Regions from separate parts of the Mus musculus genome. Here all the other regions are linked to region 2. A link is a contact called in public Hi-C data. All regions are on one chromosome and are shown on one strand. Each heading gives the region's core, a stretch centred on a gene start, on an enhancer-like site or on the middle of the called end of the contact. The rest is flanking DNA. Distances are from core to core; before and after follow the strand shown. Region 1 overlaps Kcnj6 (potassium inwardly-rectifying channel, subfamily J, member 6). Region 2 overlaps Gm31641 (predicted gene, 31641). Region 3 overlaps Kcnj6 (potassium inwardly-rectifying channel, subfamily J, member 6).

Region 1 (2,700 bases), core at 33-2,532, 320 kb after region 2:
GAAGGTTAGATCGAGCGTATTAGCCAAGAGCTGTCAGAGGATAGGATCAGAGCTCATGGAGACAACAGTGAGAGACATGCTACAGGCATGGCTCTGTGAGGGAGGCTGTGAGTCTGGCCAGGCAAGTGATGCACACATCACAGCAGCCTGAACTGTAGCACATGGTGGGGCTTCCACTCGGCAGCAGAGATGCTTCTCCCAGGGAAGTTTCAGCTTTTAGGAATTCAGATCATCCAAGTTATCTCAGACAGCGAGGAAAGACCCCCAAGTATGGCAAAAAGCCTACGACAGACAAACGGTTACAGTAAATTAAAAGGCAGAGAGACAACCAATACAGTGAAGAACACTGTGTGTGGGGGTGTGTGTGTGCATTATATATCTGCTAAAAGGTTGACATCTGGAATATCTAAGAGGGCAAAAAGGATGATTAAACCTGGAGATATGGCCCAGTTATTAAAGTGCCTGCGACACAAATATAAGGACCTGAGTTCAGATCCCAGAGCCCACATCAAATCCTGGCATGGTGATTCATGCTACAATTCCAGCTCTGGGCAATGAGGACTGGCAGATTTCTGGAACTCACTGACCAGTCGTCATGACACAAACTTATCTGGGTTCAGTAAGAGACCTTGTCTCAGAAACAGCAACAAGGACAGGGATGGGGGAAAGACATCCAACCTCTAGCCTCAAGTATATGAGCTCACACACACACACACACACACACACACACGAACACATATAGGTATTTGAACATACATACACAGACACAGGTACATGAACACACACACACACACACACACACACACACTATTTTTAAAACAGCAAAAACCTAAACTGGTTATTTAAAAGAAGGAAAAAGACCAAAGCGGTGGAGAAGCTGATGAAATTCTAAGCCTACCTGGTCGCTCACAAGCAACACAAATGCAAATCAGAAACATAAGGAGGAACCATCTCACTCCTGTTACAATGGTGGCTACAGAAAAAGACAGAAGAGCGGTGCTGAAGAGGACTTGAGGCAGCTAAGCAGCCTCAGAAAGCCTCATTCCGCAGGAATGTAAATTAGCACAGCTATTATAGGACACAGTATGGAGGGAGGCTCCTTTAAAATTAAGAACAGGCGACCATATGATTCAGAAATCCCCCTACTGGGTACATATACCAAACCCTCGCCTCCTAAAGAGGAGGTCTCCAAAGATGGCAGGAAGATGGTAAGGGTCCGCTCTGCTCAGCTCCATACGCTGCCAATAGCGTCAGATAGTCTGAGCCACTGCCTCTGCCAACACGGTTAGATCTGCTGGCTCACATGCCCAAGTGGCAGCGCAGCTTGTGTGACAGCCTGGACCTGTTGCAGAGCCCTTCTTGTTCTAGTCCCCACTTGGAGCTCCCAGCTTTATTGCTGGGTGGCCCAGAGTGGCCCAGCCAAATGGGAATGCACTGCTTTTAAAGTCTGCAAGGGCTCACTGAGCACTGGTCTCAGGAGGTTGTAGGAGGAGCTTATACAGCAACTCGTCCTTTACCTCAGGAAGGATGGCTTGGTGCCTGCCCTGTACTGTACCGCCAGAACCCTAGGTATTTCCTTAAGCCTGTTGGGGCTTCTCTTCCATACTCTGTCATGCAAGGCCTAAAATAGCTGCTACTTCTTGCTCAACTCATCCAATCAGGATGTCCTGCGGACATGCAGGGTGATGTCTGCCCATCCGTCCTGCAGGCCGGTGTGCAACACTGGAGCAGGTGTGATCCTAAGGTCAGCTAGTGAGGGTGAATTGATGACCTTGCTAGCAGGAAGCAGGCTGAGCCCCAGCCTGCTGGAGAAGAGCAATTCCAGATCGGCCGCCCACCAGGATGGGTAATAATCTGCTCCTGAGCACAAGCTGAAGTCACATCTGGAACAGCAGCTGCAACAGGACAAGCCAAACATGTGCACCGGAAGGGTGCATGTGTCGGGGAGGCCCACTCCTGCCTCTTTCGAGTCCTGCAGGTGGAGCAAACCCTGCAGTCTCTCCAGGAATGTGACATGTGTATAGGTGATAGTTCCAGCAGCTCCCACTTAGCCTTACTGACCATAATAGCCCTTCCTCTGTGGGTTGGGCACCTGGCACAGAGCTTCTGCATAACTGGCCTATGTAACGAGCCTAGCTTATGACAGCTACAGATTTTACCAGCAACAAAGCAAGACGTCTAAACCCATCCCAACACATACTGCCCAGACTGCTATCTTGTGATGTGAAGGATGCACATCTTTTGAGATATGGGCTACTCCCTCACAGGGCACACTTGGCACCTGACCCTTGCCATGGCTTTAGCAGGGGGTCAGGAGGCAGAGGAAGAAAATCCTAAGAAGAAGCGGCAGCAGTGCATGCTAGGGACCAGTGCAGCCTCTCTGGCGAGGTTGGAGAAGCCTCAGATGGAGCAGAAGGCTGCTTCTACCCGCAAAGACAGCAGGAGGTTGGCAGGCTTCTTAAGTACCTGCTCCAATGTCCTTACTGTGGTCAGGTTGTACTTTAACAAGAGAACACATAGCACCAGGCAGTTTCTGCATAGGAAGCAGCTCTTTTCTTACTGCCCCCAGACAATGGGAAGTATAAGGTCAGACCAACTGAACCAGTTGCCTGCTAGAACTGCCCTCAGCTCCAAGGTGGATCCTCCATAAGCAAAGAGCACTGTATCTCACAAGGCAGCAGGAGAGAACTGACTCTCAAT
Region 2 (2,700 bases), core at 113-2,612:
AAGAGACAGCTCAAATAGAGAGTGGATAGGTACATAAATAGACAGTAGATGGTGACAGACTCACTGTTTCTGTGTGTGCACCGTGCTGTGCTTTCTTTTCATTGGGGATTCCCACCTCAACAGAGGGCATTTCTGGCTGTAAGGATATCCTATGCAGCGACATCTCTGATCCTACCAACGAGGACATAGAAACAGTGACAACCAAAAATGTCCCAGATCTTCTAAGAGACCCTGTCAAATGCATAACCACTCACAACTGAGAACCCCACTTTCCACTCTAATGGAGATCACAGTTGCAGACCTCAGAAGGCCATGGTTTAGGACCTGGTCCTGAGCACTAGCCTGCAACCTCAGCCAGGGTCACCCCTCTTGAGCTCCTTGTCTTCATCTGTAGGATGGATATGGCTGCTGTACCTGGACACTAAGTCTTTGCATGGCAAATATCTGCTACTGATGCTAACACCCCTTTCTCTCCAGAGCCCAGAGACACTGGGTGGTGGGAGTGAAGGAGCTGTCTATAAGCAACAACAAGAAGGAATGAGAGGTGCTGATGTCTACTTTGAATACTAGCCAGAGACTCCATCCTTAGGGCTCACCACATGCGGGCATTCATAGGTAATGGCATCTTCTTGACACAGGATGCAATTATGAAAATGGCATGTTTCAGGAGCAAGACAGCAGTTAGTGGGGTGTAAGATAGATGCCCCGCAGTGCTTGGCAAACTGCGCTTATCCTGTGCCAGATCCTTCTGTTGTGTTTCACACATAGCAGCCAAGGTCTCCAGACTTGTCCAGATCAACCCACTGTCTTGAGCCTGAGGTCTGTTGTTACTTCCCCAACATACCTTGCCCCCATGCTGTTGCCTGGCAACAGATTCAAGCAGTCAAGCATCACTGATGCCAGCACAGCAGGTGGGGTGCACAGGGATCTCACCTGTCATTTTCACTTCGAAGTTGGAACATGTCAGAATGTGGGTTCACTTTCAGGATGGGTTTCTCTCTGGACCCTTGTGTTTTTGTAAGGGCACATGGCTTGATGAACCCCCAGGAGATGAGAAAAATATTGATTAGCCAGGGAGGTCATCTCATCTGGAAGAGGAGAAAACATACTACCTGGTGGCCACCTTGCCTTCAGGAGGGTACAGGGACAGAGCAGAACAGATTGTCTGGTCTACAAGGAGCACTTACCTTCAGACATAACCTTGTATCACTCTCCTGAGAGAAACAGCCAATAACTTAGAGGCTTACAGCTATGGATGTTTCAAACAAAACCAAAGTTCCCCAAGGCAAGCCCAGAGGTTGAACTTTTCCTCGAATATCCCATTCCTGGGAGGAGTGAGGCACAAGGGGAAGTCAGTATAACCATCTGGTCTCCAGCTGACTTGGCAAGAAAAACATAGCAGCGATGTTGGCCTTTAATACGACTGATCACTGTTGGCTCGCACATGAAAATGAATTAGAAGGAGAGCCAAACTTTATAATTGTTGGTAAATCTGTAGATGATCAGTGCTGAAACGTCTATTACTCCTTTCTTTCCATTTATCACCATTTGTTGTATTCTGCACCCCTGGATTTGGGAAGGATGACCAGATGGAAATCAGACTACAGTCATTAAGTAGGTAAGAAACAGATGGTGTGGAAGGAGAAAAACAGAAGGCTTCAGGGTGGGGCAGAAGCTCTGACCAGAGCACCAACCTTCCCTTCCCAGCTCCAAGGCCCAGTCAGAGTCAATCTGGATGATTCCAGAACTGATGGAGGTCAACTGTGCCCCTCTGTCACCATCAAGGACAAGGCACATGCCACCTTTGTTGATTCGAGGGAGAAGGGTAAGATAGCACAGCACAGCAAAGAGAGACACAGGCTTCTGGTAATGGTGCCCCAATGTGATGGTTTTGTATATGCTTGGCTCGTGGAGTGGCACTATTAGGAGGTGTGGCTCTGTTGGAGTAGGTGTATCACTGTGGATGTGGGCTTTACGATCCTCATCCTAGCTTCCCAGAAGCCAGTATTCCACTAGCAGCCTTCAGATGAAGATGTAGAACTCTCAGCTCCTTCTGCACCATGCCTGCCTGGATGCTGCCATGCTCCTACCTTGATGATAATGGACTGAACTTCTGAACATGTAATCCAGCCCCAATTAAATGTTGTCCTTTATAAGAGTTGCTTTGGTCATGGTGTCTGTTCACAGCAGTAAAACCCTAACTAAGACACCCAATGAAAGTGCTTGCCATCAAATCTTGGGCTCTAAGGACAGGGAGGTCTAGGATTCTCCCTACTCATCTATCATTTTGGTTTCATTGCCTGTTGTGTATATAAAGGGAATCGGAGTCCAGCATAGGCAGGGGCTTCCCATATATGTAACAGTTGTATGGCTTCCTGAGGGTGACGGCTTGGGGTGGAGCAGAGCACTTTGTCTAAAAAGAATTGTTACTTTGCAGTAAGCAAGTCACTTGAGAATAAATTCAGACATTCTCAAATAATCAAATTTAAATTTATGTTTCTGTTGTCATCATCTAACCACAAGAACTCATAGGAAGCAGGACCCAGGCCCAGACCTCTCTATGTCATGATGGTTGGTACCTCCCTCAGAGATTGTGAGTTTTCTTATTGATCTCCCATCAGCAACAGGTTGGTAAGACCATATTTGGGCTTTGTTTCTGAAATGAAAAACCAAAGCCCATCTCCCCCTGCTCTACCTGCT
Region 3 (2,700 bases), core at 147-2,646, 410 kb after region 2:
ACCTCGCTGTTATGGTAGGTTCCCCCGTATATACTGGTTAACTGATTTGACAGCCACATGCACAAAACTCTGCACCTCATGTAATTGGCTTCTGCCTTCTAGGCACTTTCCCCCAGCCGCAAGCCAGGCACCACAGCCTGTCATGGAGTCTCCCTGGGTGTTTCTAAGAATTGTGAAACAAACCTGGGAGCCAGAGCAGAGATCTCCAAACCTACCAGAGGAATTTAAGACAATGTGCAGTGTTGCTTTGAAGCCACAGAGCCCCCATAATACACATCAATAGCTCCCCGTTTTTTGTGAGAGGCTTACAGAAAATCCCTTGATGCTCCCACAGGCCTGTCACTATACAGTCCTGACTTTCCTGTCCACATTACCTCCAGCCTACATCATCCACGATCTGTTCCCTTAGAGAACTGCTGGGCCCTGCCCTATGCTTATCCTTCACAGCTGTCCTGAGAATTCTAGCTTCTTGAACATTTTCTTGACACTCTCCTTCCTCAAGTTAGTCAATTCCTTCTCTTTGGTCCCCTAGAACTTTGTATGCAACAATCAAATTACTCTTAATAATCTGTGCTCATTCTATTGTCCACCAAGGAGATATGTCTGGGTAATATTTCTGTGGGCTGAAAGCAGCCATTATAGGTGTTTGCTGATAGATGGGTGGATGGATGGATGGATGGGCAGATAGATAGGTAGATGGATAGATGGGTGGGTGGGTGGATGTGTAGATAGGTGAATGGGTAAATGGAGAGTTTGCTGAGTAGACATGGTGAGTGGGTGGGTGCAATGGACAGATGTGTGGATGCAATGCTGCATGGATAAATGTAATTATGCGTGCCAGCAAGTAGGGAAGCAGGAAGATAAAGGCAGAGGTTCTAATCTGAAGGCGTATATGGGAGTCAAGTAAAGATGATATTGTCTATATATTTTGGAGCCATTTACTAAGGGAAATATTATGAAAAATAGCTAATCAGGATAAACTCATATTAAAGAGAAGTCCTAAAATTTAAATACAAATATAAAAAGGAAGAAGATAGGGAGTGGGAGAAAGGGGAATAAAAGAATAATTGGCAAATCCCAGAATTTTGATCTTTTGAGCCTATTTGGGTTGTTTTCTTGTTGTTCCTCTAAAGAACTGAAAACCAACCCTTTTACCCAGCTTGCTTCTGTTGGGGATGCAGGGTTTACCTGCCTGATACCTTCCATGCCCAGAACTGAGCTATCACCGTGGAAAAACACCAGCTCGGGACTGCGTTTACTGGACTCCACTCTCACACTGCAGCAGGTGACTAGAGCTTATCCTGAGCCACTGGAGGAAACAGTCTTTGTGGCCAGAGGCAATAGTCCAAGTCCACTGCTGGGAGGGTGGTGGGTGCTATACCATTGCTGGGAAGGTAGAGGGCGCTATACCACTGCTGGGAGGGTAGAGGGCGCTATACTGCTGCTGGGAGGGTAGAGGGCACTATAGCATGCCTAAAATCTGGGAAAAGAACTCGAAGCAATTACCAGTTTCTACCCCTAGTCAGTCTGACCGCTGAGCACTGCGTTAGCCTGGCTGAGAGCCCTGTTCCTACAGGCATCCGGGACCAGATCCATGCTCACTCCTAATAAGATCTCAGACCTTCACACTGCAGGCAGGGGTTGGAAGCTGCTGGGCCTGCCTGCAGCCTCCTCTCCCGTCCTTGAGCTCAACGCTAATAGCCTTGGGACTGTATTGTCCTATTATTAGGGTGTCCTCTGTATGCTGGGGTGCTTACAAATACCCGACTCTGTCCTCTAAACCCAGCAACACCTGCCCTCAGTTGTGACTGTCAAAAAAAGTCCCCAAATAGCTGACTTTCCAAAGTGGGCAATCACCTCCACGAACACCTAGAATCCCTGCTGTGACTTTTTTTTGTATAGTTGGGGGTTTTTGTTTGGTTGGTTGGTTGGTTGGTTTTTTGGTTTGGGGGGGGGGTAGTTGATTGGTTGGTTGGTTTTCTTAGGCAACACTGAAGATGAATCTAGGGTTCTTGCTAGACAAGGGCTGTGCCCCACAAATCCCAGAACACAGGAGGTCCTAAGGAGATGAACTCTAGACTCTGAAGATTGTCCCTAGAGACTTTTGGATTGTTTTGCCAGCAACGTGACCCAACAAGCTGGGGTCACTCACCAACCCAACTCCCAGGCCTTGCTCACTCACTACCCTTTCTACATGCTGGCCTGGGGCACAGTTTAAAGGTGAATAAAGTCTGTCTTGCATACCCTTGTGCCAAGGTACCAGCATCCACAAACTGAGCCTGGCTTCTGGGTACCCTATACAACCCCCATGCCCTCCTGGATTCTCTGTGGAACCTCACAGGGTATTAGGACTTTCTGCCCACTTTCATTCTTCATGCAACAGTACATAACAGCAGCCTGGCAGCGTCTAGCTGCAGAGCTCCATAGTGAACAAAGTGCAGGAACTCTGTCACTAGCTCAGCACCACTTTACCTAAGTAAGCATTTGATCTTTGTGGTTCCAGAACCTTCTGGAAGGGCTCCTGAGCTTTCTCTTAGTCTTAGCCCAGGGGTCACTGCCCTACACTACAGACCCAAAGTGGTCCTCTACAGCACTTCAGTAACTGCACAGAGCCCCCAAGTCATCTGTGAGTCTAGCTGAAACGCTGGCTCTGACTCAGCCAGTGAAGGCGAGATTCTGCATTCCCGGAAAACTGGCAGG

Evidence for each region. A called contact is a pair of places that touch in the nucleus more often than the background predicts.
Region 1: a contact with region 2 is called in a Hi-C map of cerebellum, with 1.6 times the contacts expected there. The contact joins two enhancer-like sites. A contact is called at or near these places in 3 of 484 Hi-C or Micro-C datasets (cerebellum and embryonic stem cells) and 1 of 9 other capture datasets (embryonic stem cells).
Region 3: a contact with region 2 is called in a Hi-C map of cerebellum, with 2.4 times the contacts expected there. The contact joins two enhancer-like sites. A contact is called at or near these places in 18 of 484 Hi-C or Micro-C datasets (the AtT-20 cell line, cardiomyocytes, cerebellar granule neurons and 12 more) and 1 of 115 datasets of contacts at active chromatin or transcription factors (astrocytes).

The regions. Positions count from the first base shown.
Region 1 is chr16:94,883,858-94,886,557 of GRCm38.p6, reverse strand. The region is part of intron 2 of Kcnj6 (potassium inwardly-rectifying channel, subfamily J, member 6); the gene reads left to right. Among named protein-coding and RNA genes, the nearest start is that of Kcnj6, 110 kb to the left of the region's middle. Within about 2 kb of position 1,282, at least 17 of the 459 cell types and tissues checked have an H3K27ac peak or open chromatin away from gene starts, as enhancers often do. A contact at or near this core is called in cerebellum, where this site is marked.
Region 2 is chr16:95,201,338-95,204,037 of GRCm38.p6, reverse strand. The region is part of intron 3 of Gm31641 (predicted gene, 31641); the gene reads left to right. Among named protein-coding and RNA genes, the nearest start is that of Gm31754, 38 kb to the left of the region's middle. Within about 2 kb of position 1,362, at least 7 of the 459 cell types and tissues checked have an H3K27ac peak or open chromatin away from gene starts, as enhancers often do. A contact at or near this core is called in cerebellum, where this site is marked.
Region 3 is chr16:94,788,912-94,791,611 of GRCm38.p6, reverse strand. The region is part of intron 3 of Kcnj6 (potassium inwardly-rectifying channel, subfamily J, member 6); the gene reads left to right. Among named protein-coding and RNA genes, the nearest start is that of Gm41507, 65 kb to the right of the region's middle. Within about 2 kb of position 1,396, at least 10 of the 459 cell types and tissues checked have an H3K27ac peak or open chromatin away from gene starts, as enhancers often do. A contact at or near this core is called in cerebellum, where this site is marked.